2 separate regions of the Sus scrofa genome follow, and region 1 is linked to region 2. Evidence: chromatin contacts called from public HiChIP or PLAC-seq data. All regions are on one chromosome and are shown on one strand. The core of a region is the stretch at or near the end of the contact, and the rest is flanking DNA. Distances in the headings are between cores, read along the strand shown.

The links. HiChIP or PLAC-seq counts read pairs in DNA pulled down with a chosen protein or histone mark.
Region 1: an H3K27ac HiChIP or PLAC-seq map of alveolar macrophages shows a contact between it and region 2. The contact joins two enhancer-like sites. A contact is called at or near these places in 2 of 2 datasets of contacts at active chromatin or transcription factors (alveolar macrophages and skeletal muscle).

What each region holds. Positions count from the first base shown.
Region 1 is chr13:199,064,756-199,069,354 of Sscrofa11.1, forward strand. No RefSeq gene overlaps it. Among named protein-coding and RNA genes, the nearest start is that of RUNX1, 430 kb to the left of the region's middle. Within about 2 kb of position 2,761, at least 1 of the 83 cell types and tissues checked has an H3K27ac peak or open chromatin away from gene starts, as enhancers often do. A contact at or near this core is called in alveolar macrophages, where this site is marked.
Region 2 is chr13:198,686,279-198,690,619 of Sscrofa11.1, forward strand. No RefSeq gene overlaps it. Among named protein-coding and RNA genes, the nearest start is that of RUNX1, 53 kb to the left of the region's middle. Within about 2 kb of position 2,908, at least 8 of the 83 cell types and tissues checked have an H3K27ac peak or open chromatin away from gene starts, as enhancers often do. A contact at or near this core is called in alveolar macrophages, where this site is marked.

The DNA.
Region 1 (4,599 bases), core at 1,511-4,010, 380 kb after region 2:
GCTTGTTAGTATGACTTCTCAGGCCTAGGGGGATCAACATTTTTTCCTTTATTCTCCTTCTCATATTTGGAGATACGTTCTCAGCAAACATGTGAAGTCCAGAGTTCCTGTCGTGGCTCAGTGATTAATGAACCTGACTACAAATCACGAGGTTGCAGGTTCAATCCCTGACCTCACTCAGTGGATTAAGGATCTGGCATTGCTGTGATCTGTGGTGTAGGTTGCACACAAGGCTCAGATCCTGTGTTGCTGTGGCTGTGGCATAGGCTGGCAGCTATAGTGCTGATTCGACCCCTAGCCTGGGAACCTCCATATCTCATGGGTGTGGCCCAAAAAAGACAAAAAGACAAAAAAAAAAAAAAAAGAATACGAAATCCATGGGTCTGGGCCCATCTTTCTCTCCCAAACCCCTCACATCCTCACCACAGCTCCTGAAGTAAGAAACAATTTAGAACTTAAGTTCCTCTCAAGATGGGACCACCTATTGAAGGAATGTGGCTGCTATGGATGCAACCAGACTGGAGTGGGTTTATATCTGGGCTTCACCACTGACAAGATGGAACTCTAGTAGGGTACTTGCTTAATCTCCAGATATGCTAGGTTCACTCATCCTTTTGATGCAGCAGTCTCCAATGTGACTACTTTCCTCAAAACCCTTTGGTCTCTCTCCACTGTCTCCTACTAAAGCTCAAATTCCTCAGCCAAAATATAATTCCAGAGGAATTTTTACCCAAATGACGAAAGTTCTCTTGTTTACATACATGAATTCTGTGCTCTGAACAGGACTGTCTCACTCTTCGTGTCTTTATCCAATTCATCTTATCTGAAAGAAACACCTGCATCTTACCCATCCTTCCAGGAGTGGCTCAAATCCCACTTTGGCACCAAGACTTCACCCAACATGAATCTCTCCGCTTCCTAGGAACTTATCCATACTCTGTAACACATGCATTTTCTGTTTACTAACAAAATTCATATCCTCTATCAAGAGAATAGATTTTGTTACTTACTGCTTTTTTATCCGTTACAATATCTTTTCTTGTACATAGGTATATATCTTTACCTTACATTTAATATCATTGAAATGGGTAGTTGGGTAAAACCTGAAAGATGCATTTCCTAGTATTTGTACTTTTCTAGTTAATTTCTGGCTCAATTTCATAGGGTAAGGGTGTCAGGTGTCCAACATGGATTATTATAAGTGATCTCAGAGAGAGAGAGAGAGAAACCAAAAAATATCAGTGGTCCATACAACTGGGAAACTCTTAAAAAAAGAAGTCTCTCCACTTCTCAGCACCCCATGACTTTCCTTCTTTCTCTATGTCTCACTGTTTCTTATCTTTTTTTTCCTGTCTTCATTGTCTCTTCAACTAGACTCAATGTAGCAACCTCCTGAGTCTATTAGGGGAATACCACCACCAATTGGCTAGAGTCTCTGTCTTTCTGTTCAACTTTTTGAGCAAGAGCTCATTGGTCACTGGCCAGCAAGCTAATTAGTTGGCATTGGTCAAATATCCACTTCTGCTCCTATCACCTATGGCAAACATGGTAAGGTGATAGAGCCAAGCATGGCCTCCTGAACCTACCCTTTCAGCAGGGATTATGGGTAGAAGTTCTCAGAAAACAGGTCTGTGCTTAGAGCACACACTCCAACATGCTACAGGATATAAAGATGATTTTGTTGGCATATTGGATAATATATGTGAATTGAGTAGAGCTCAAAGAATACATGCAAAAGATCAAAGAATATATGCAAAAGATACAAATAGGATTTTCCAGGTTCTGATCCTAGGAAAGCAGAATGTATAGGAAATTTCGTAATGATGACACAATCCATCTTGTCTGTCCTTCTGTAATTGTGAGATGTCCTTCACACACCTGCCATCTAAGACCAAATCTTCATGAAAGACTGGAAATTGCTAGAAACTTCTTTGCTCCCCAAGACAGAAATCTTGAATTCTGCAGCAATATATCTTCATTCATACATTTATTCATTCACCCAATTATTTCTTGAGTTCCTTATTTGTGCTAAGCCTTGTTCCAGATACTGAAGGTACGATGGTGAGCAAAACAAAATTCTTGCCTACGCACAGTTTCCATTCTGTCTGGGGAAATCCATCAAGAAACACTAATCACATAGACATCTGGTCAACCTTGGGAGACAGTTATTAAGACAAACAAAGCAGGGTAAGAAGCCAGAGATAGGAAGTGGTTATTTAAATAGGGTTGTCAGGACAGTCTTTTCTGAAGAAATGATATTTGAGCGGAGACAATGGTACACGAGTGTGCGCCAGGTGACAATCCAGTGGAATGTGTTCCAGGCAGAGGAACCAGCAAGAGCAAAACCCCTAAGTTGTCCTGCTTTGCATCTTAAGTGTGCAGGAAGTCAGTGGTGAAGAGAAGGAATGGCTAGAAATTAGAGCATAGCCATATCCAGAGGCCAGTTTATATCCACACGTGCCCAGCTTCATGGACATGACCTTTGCAGTCACACAGGGCCCCTCATTCAAGACGGTCCCCCAGTTGGTTGAATGCTCTTGGTCACCAGCCTGAAATACTTCACTTTTGAACAAGAGGCCCAACATTTTCATTTTGCACTGGTTCTGAGAATTATGTAACTAGTTGCTATGGTCTGAATGTTGGTGTCTCCTCAAAATTCATATGTTGACACCCAAATGCCCAGTGTAACCGTATTAGGAAGTAGGACTTTGGGGGTGACTAAGTCATGAGGTTGGAGCCTTCATAAACAAGGTTAGTGCTTTGATGAAAGAGACCTCACAGAGCTTCCTCATCCCTTCTGTCAGATGAAGATGCAAGGAGAAGTCTGCCACCTAGAAGAGGTCAAGTCACTTGCCCGGGCTGCCCTGCTCATCTCAGACTTCCAGCCCCCAGAACTGAAAGAAATACATTTCAGTTGTTTGTAAGCTACCCAGCCTGTGTTATTTTGTTATAGCAACTGGAATGGACTCAGACACCACCTCCAATTGCAATTATTTGCAAAGACACCAATTTTTTTTTTTAATTTCGAGCTCCTGAAAATAGAGACTGTGTCTCATCTACATTTACAAACTTCATTTATAAACATTCACTTGAATTACACAGAGCACTGAGGACCAATCTCAGGTGATGCACTGAAAGAAACAAAAAATTTTCAAATATTTAGCACAAATAATATTTTCAAGAGAGTTCACCTCATAAGCCATATGAGTGAAGGAGTGTTTGAAAGATGAACATGGAACCTCCATTAATATTTTTATAAAAGCCTAGAAATTCAGAACAGAGAGCAACCTTTGCAATAATGAAGAAGAAATAATAAGCCTAATCATGAATACAAGCAGATATCTCAGCAGAGATTTTTTTAAACTCAAATATATTTTTCCCCAAATCTTATCATCACTACTTCCTACTGTTACTGTTCCCACTGTAGAAAATGCTGAATGTTCTCCTTTAGAATTCATTCCATAATAAATTCAAGTGCAGCAGCTCTCCGCCTGAGTTAGAGGGACAGGAAGAAAGCCGAGGCACAAAGCATTTATACCTGCATCCTCTAATCAGCTCATCCTCTCCATTTATCCCTTTGTACTTCCCCACACATGTCCAATGTTCCCAGAAATGGTTTCCAAGCTATTCCACTGCTGTCCCCAAACACACTGAATCTATTAGTCTCCGAAGGTAGCGCTGTACCAATGAGTGGCGCTCCACTCAAACTTTCAATTTTAAAACATGGATGTGGCAAAATACCTATTACCTCACACCATCTCTCTCTGTCTATCTATCTCTATCTATCTCTCTGTCTTGGTCTCTCTCTCTCTCTTTCTGTGATTCTTTGACTTGTTCACATTAAGCCAAACAAATAGGCAGCTTATCCTCACCAAGATTATTGACTCTTCTTAACGCCAACTAGAAGCAGCAGTGAATAAACTCAAGATGGAACTGGGCCCTCCATTGACTCCCCTGATTCCTAAGAAAATATTTTGATAGTCTTCTTGCTGCTGAGCTTTTCAAGGCTTGGAGCTAGTCCAAGTTTCTCTCGTCAGCTTCTATTCCCTAAATTTTAAAAAGTAATAGGAAGTGTTTTGCCTCCTCAAACCCTACTTTGCCTTCACCTCTCCATCCAAAGTAAAACCAAGAAACAGTAAACTCAGAAGAAGCTATAACGTTTCTTCTTCTTCTTGTAAACAAACTTACAATGTATGTTTCCTGCTCAGATTCTATATGCACATCTCCAAATTTCTATTGAATCTGTCTTTGTGGATTAGTTTCCAGTACCTGAATCCAAATATTGAAAACTAACTTCTTTTTCTCTCCTATCTCTGTTACTTGGATTTCATAACTTGGATTTCTCTCCTGGGCATGCTCTCTTTTCCCTTCCATCTTCCTCTCCCTCCCCACCCCCTTCTTCATCCCTATCTTCCACTCAATGTCCCATCAATGACCATTTACTTGATTCTAACACATACTCCCCTATGAGCGTGCCATTTTCAATCCCGTTGGCAGGCCATACTTCTATCTGCCCAACAAAGGACGTAACCTCCCAACAGCTAAAGAGCCTGTAGCTTTCTCAATCCTCCCATCCTATGTTAAGTTGCCAGGGTAACA
Region 2 (4,341 bases), core at 1,658-4,157:
GCAGGCTCCTTGGTTTACAGGACATGTTAAGTTTCACCAGTAACCCCCTGTTCCCTTTGTCTTCGTGTCACCCAGACCTGGCAAAATGCCAACTGTTGAATCCATCCAACATTGATCTTTGTTCTCGAGACTGGAGAGATGAGAACAGCTGGAGAAAACCAGTGATTCTTCAACCAGTCACTCGAGGAAACTCAAGTGGCTATTCCAAACCTACACCTCCCTTCTCTATGCTTTTGCCTCACCCACTCCCTGTGTCACAGCAGATAGAGATGGTCTGGGCTCTGAGGACAACTGTCTCCTCAATGTCCTGCTTTGAAGGTCCAGAGAAGTGTCACATGTGTACAGACCCAACTTTAACTCCTGCTTCTGGTTCCAGCTCCCTCTAGCCAATCCCACCATCTGTGCTCTGCATTGCACATTCTCTCTCTTCCTCGAGACTTTGATCCATCCACTATCTCCTCTTAGTGCTGTATCCTCATGCCTTCCTCTTTTCTATGTCCTTCTACCGAGCACAGAAGCATACTTAGTTTGTTCTCTGTGTAAGAGCAAACAGACATAGCAAAGATTTTTTTTTATAATAATGCGAGTTTACTTAAAAGAAATTCTGGTAGTATTTTAAATTGTTAAAATGGTAAAAAGGGTAACTTTGTTTACATTCTGAAATTACATTGCCTCCTTTTGTGAAGTATGCATTTTTAGATACCTGTAGGCTTTTTTTATTGAAAAGAAATATTTCCATTCAACACTTTTCTTGATATCCATCCTCGATGCTATCAATTTTTACCTCCCCTCACTCCAGACACACTTCCAGGGCTGTGCCCTGGATCTTGTTATAACCTGGAGTTCTTCCTTCTATGAGAACTTACATCCAGTTATCCTTCCCTCTGCCCACAATGTTGTATTACTCTTTTTATCGGTATGCAATGTTTTCTTTTTATTAAAGTATAGTTGATTTACAATATTGTGCCAATTTCTGCTGTAGAAATTCTTATATTATCTTGCATCATGGTCTATCCCTGTGCCGCACAGTAGGACCTTATTGCTTATCCATTCTAAATGGAATTGTTTGCATCTACTAATCACACACTCCCAGCCCATCCTGATTATTCTTGCTTTCATACTTCTATAAGCCTACCACATTTGTTCTTTTATCTCTGGGCAGATCTGTGGGCTCTCTATCCCTTGCTCTTCTCACTTCCAGCACTGTAGCCCAGATCTCATGACCTATCACTTTAATTCTTCTTTTGTTTACATCTTCCATACCCAGGCATTCTTGTCCTTCCACCATACCTACTGGTGAGCCTCATCCCTGGATCAATATAACCATCCAGCTTTTCTGCACCTGGACTACTGGGAAAACTTAGACACCATGTAGATTGGGGTCCTACACATCCATAACCTTTAGCTTGAGCTGGGATCTCAACTCTATCCAATTCTCTTTCTACAAATCTTGTGACAGCTCTCTCTTTTGTTCCCTTAATGGAATGGAAATTGCTACTTCTCTCCAGGCTTCAGATACCCTCCCTCTTGGAGGACTCAATCTTTCTTAATTCTCCAAGAAATAGAGATTATAGGTTGATCTATTTTCAGGGCCCTGAAATTTCCATTGAGAAGTTGACATCCCTTTCTTGCAGTTAATGTCCTCACATAGCCTTCAACTCCTACCCCTATCTGCTTCCTCCAGGGTCTTCCCTTATCAATCACCTCCTCGCTATCTTTAATTTCTAGAGACTTCTGTTCTACTTTCTCTTTCCTCTAAACATACAGTTATGCTTAAGTATTCCCCCATGTATAAACAGACAGACATTTTTAAATAAGAACAAAGCACAAAATTCATCTTTGATCTTAAGTCTTCCTAGAGTGTCCATCTTTTATTTTACTCCCATAACAGGGAAACTTTGGGAAATAATGGCCTCGGTTGCTTCATCTTATAGGCCTCTTATGCACCTTGTTTCTGTCCTACCACTCTACCAAAAGCATCCCTAAATCACTAGGGATTTGCTATCAGCATGCATGACCAGTTCATATAATTCAAGCTCCATACGGACTTTAAATTGAAAATTCTTTCCAGCCCAGATTGCTAGGATAGTTGCCTCCAGGCTCTCCCTATATTCCTGTCTATTTTTTCTCACTCTCCTCTGCAGTTTCCTTATTCTCTGCTTTCCCTGAAAGTATTAGCATTTCCCAGTCCATAGCCCCTATTAGCATCCTTCAGAACCTGCATCTCCGCTCTTATCCTTGGAGCCTCCACTCTTATCGGGGCTCTGAACTTGAGCCCTGAACACTATAGACATGTAGCATCCTGAGACATAATTTAGTTCTTTGCATACTTTCTTTCTCTGGCCTGTGAGCTGCTGGTAGTGGCTTTTTACACAGAAGACAGTAAATCCTTGTTTAGTTGAACTGAACTGAGTTGTTATCCTTCCTCTCTGTTTGTTTATACCATGTACCAGCTGCTGTTACAGAAGGTTTATCCTCTCCTTGTTCTTTCCCTTGACTCTCGTTTTAGGCCTTAGCGTGTTTTTCAAGCCTCTTCAAAGCACAAGGCTTCCTGACGCTATTTCTTACATTCGTTTATATTCATCTTTCTTCCTTTTTTTTTGTACAAGTGTTTTTACATCTGACTTTACAAAGAATTTCCTGCTTGGCCACCTCTTTAGCTACTTCCCCATTTTCTTCCCAGGCAGGATCATGCTATTAACGAGAGCTCTTGTTCCTTTTGGAGCAACCTGCTAATTCAAGTCTTAGAACCCCACTGGTCTTTTTCTCAGCTTTTAGAACTCTGTCTTCTCAAAGCCAGGCCATCCATCTGACAAGACCCAGCTCCCCCCATCACTGGCTGTCTCTGCAGTAACCTGCTTTTCTCCCCTCAGGGCCCCGGCCACTTCCTTGTTGGTTAGAATAGATCCAGAGAAGCGGTTCTTCATCGCTTCCTCTTTTGGCAAGTCAATTTCTAGCAGATGTCCCTATGGCTCCCCCCACCCCGCCCCTTCCTCCGCCATCACCCAGCTCCTCTCGCTGCATCTGTGTCTGCATTCGATCCGTGCCTGCAAAACATCATCACTTCCGCCTTCGGGATGGGTGGTCTCACTTCTGCCTCTTTCTTTTAATCTTCGGCCAGACTCTCTCCCGCACAATCCCATCATCCCAGTCACATATTTCACCCCAGGTGTACATGAGACATTTCCTAGACTGCGGTGTCCTCAGCCAGCTGCTTCTTTACCTTCTGGTGATGGCAAGGAGTGGTGCTTGTCTTCCCATGTTAAAATCCATTCTATGGCTTTATTTGTTAATTATATTTTATGCCTACCAATTTGGTATGTGGGACATAAGCACTAATTCTAAGTTTCCAGCAAGTTATTCTTGACTGAATTACTTGACACCACCTGGGAGTATTATTTTCTTTGTTTCCACATAAATTTCCCTGGTATTTATTTAATTTTACTCTTTTTGCAAAACAAAGCCTTGATTATTCTTCTTATTATTTTATAAATTTTCACTTTTAAAATTTTAATTTTCTTTTTCCTTTTTTTTTTTTTTTTTTTGGCTTTTTGCCTTTTCTAGGGCCGCACCCACAGCATATGGAGGTTCTCAGGCTAGGGGTCATCGGAGCTGTAGCCGCCGGCCTAAGCCAAAGCCACAGCAATGCAGGATACGAGCCACGTCTGCAACCTACACCACAGCTCACGGCAACACCAGATCCTTAACGCAATGAGCGAGGCCAGGGATCAAATCCACAACCTCATGGTCCCAGTCGGATTCGTTAACCACTGAGCCACGACGGGAACTCCTAAAGTTTTAATTTTCTATTGTTTTTTATGGAACAAAGTTTTTTCTTATTACTTGAACTCTTTTGGATTATCTTCATAAGACATAATTTCTAGCCACGAATTCATATTTCAGTATAATAATTTATAATGTAGAAAACCAAATCTCTGACAATAATTGGAGTTGTATTTTTCTAGCGGCAGCAGCAGTAGTAGAAGTTACCATTCATTCAACAAGCATTTATGAAGCACCTACGATGTGCCAAGCAGCATGCCAAATAAGGAGGAAAAAATTGTGAGACCTTCTCCAAGTTTCCCTGGCCCCTTGGACCCTGCTGTCTAGTGAGGGATACAAATATTAATCCAATATTCACCCAAACACAAACAAAAATTGGCTCTATGTACAGCCATGGCAGAGACTACTGGTCATCCACCAGCATCCAGTCTCTCTCTTGGCCTTCAATGGTAGAGTTAGCTGGAATCGTGGCTGCCCAGGCAGAGACTACATCCTCTCTTTCTGAGAGAGACAGAGAGAGAGAGACAGAGAGAGAGAGAGAAATAGTCTTTTATTTAT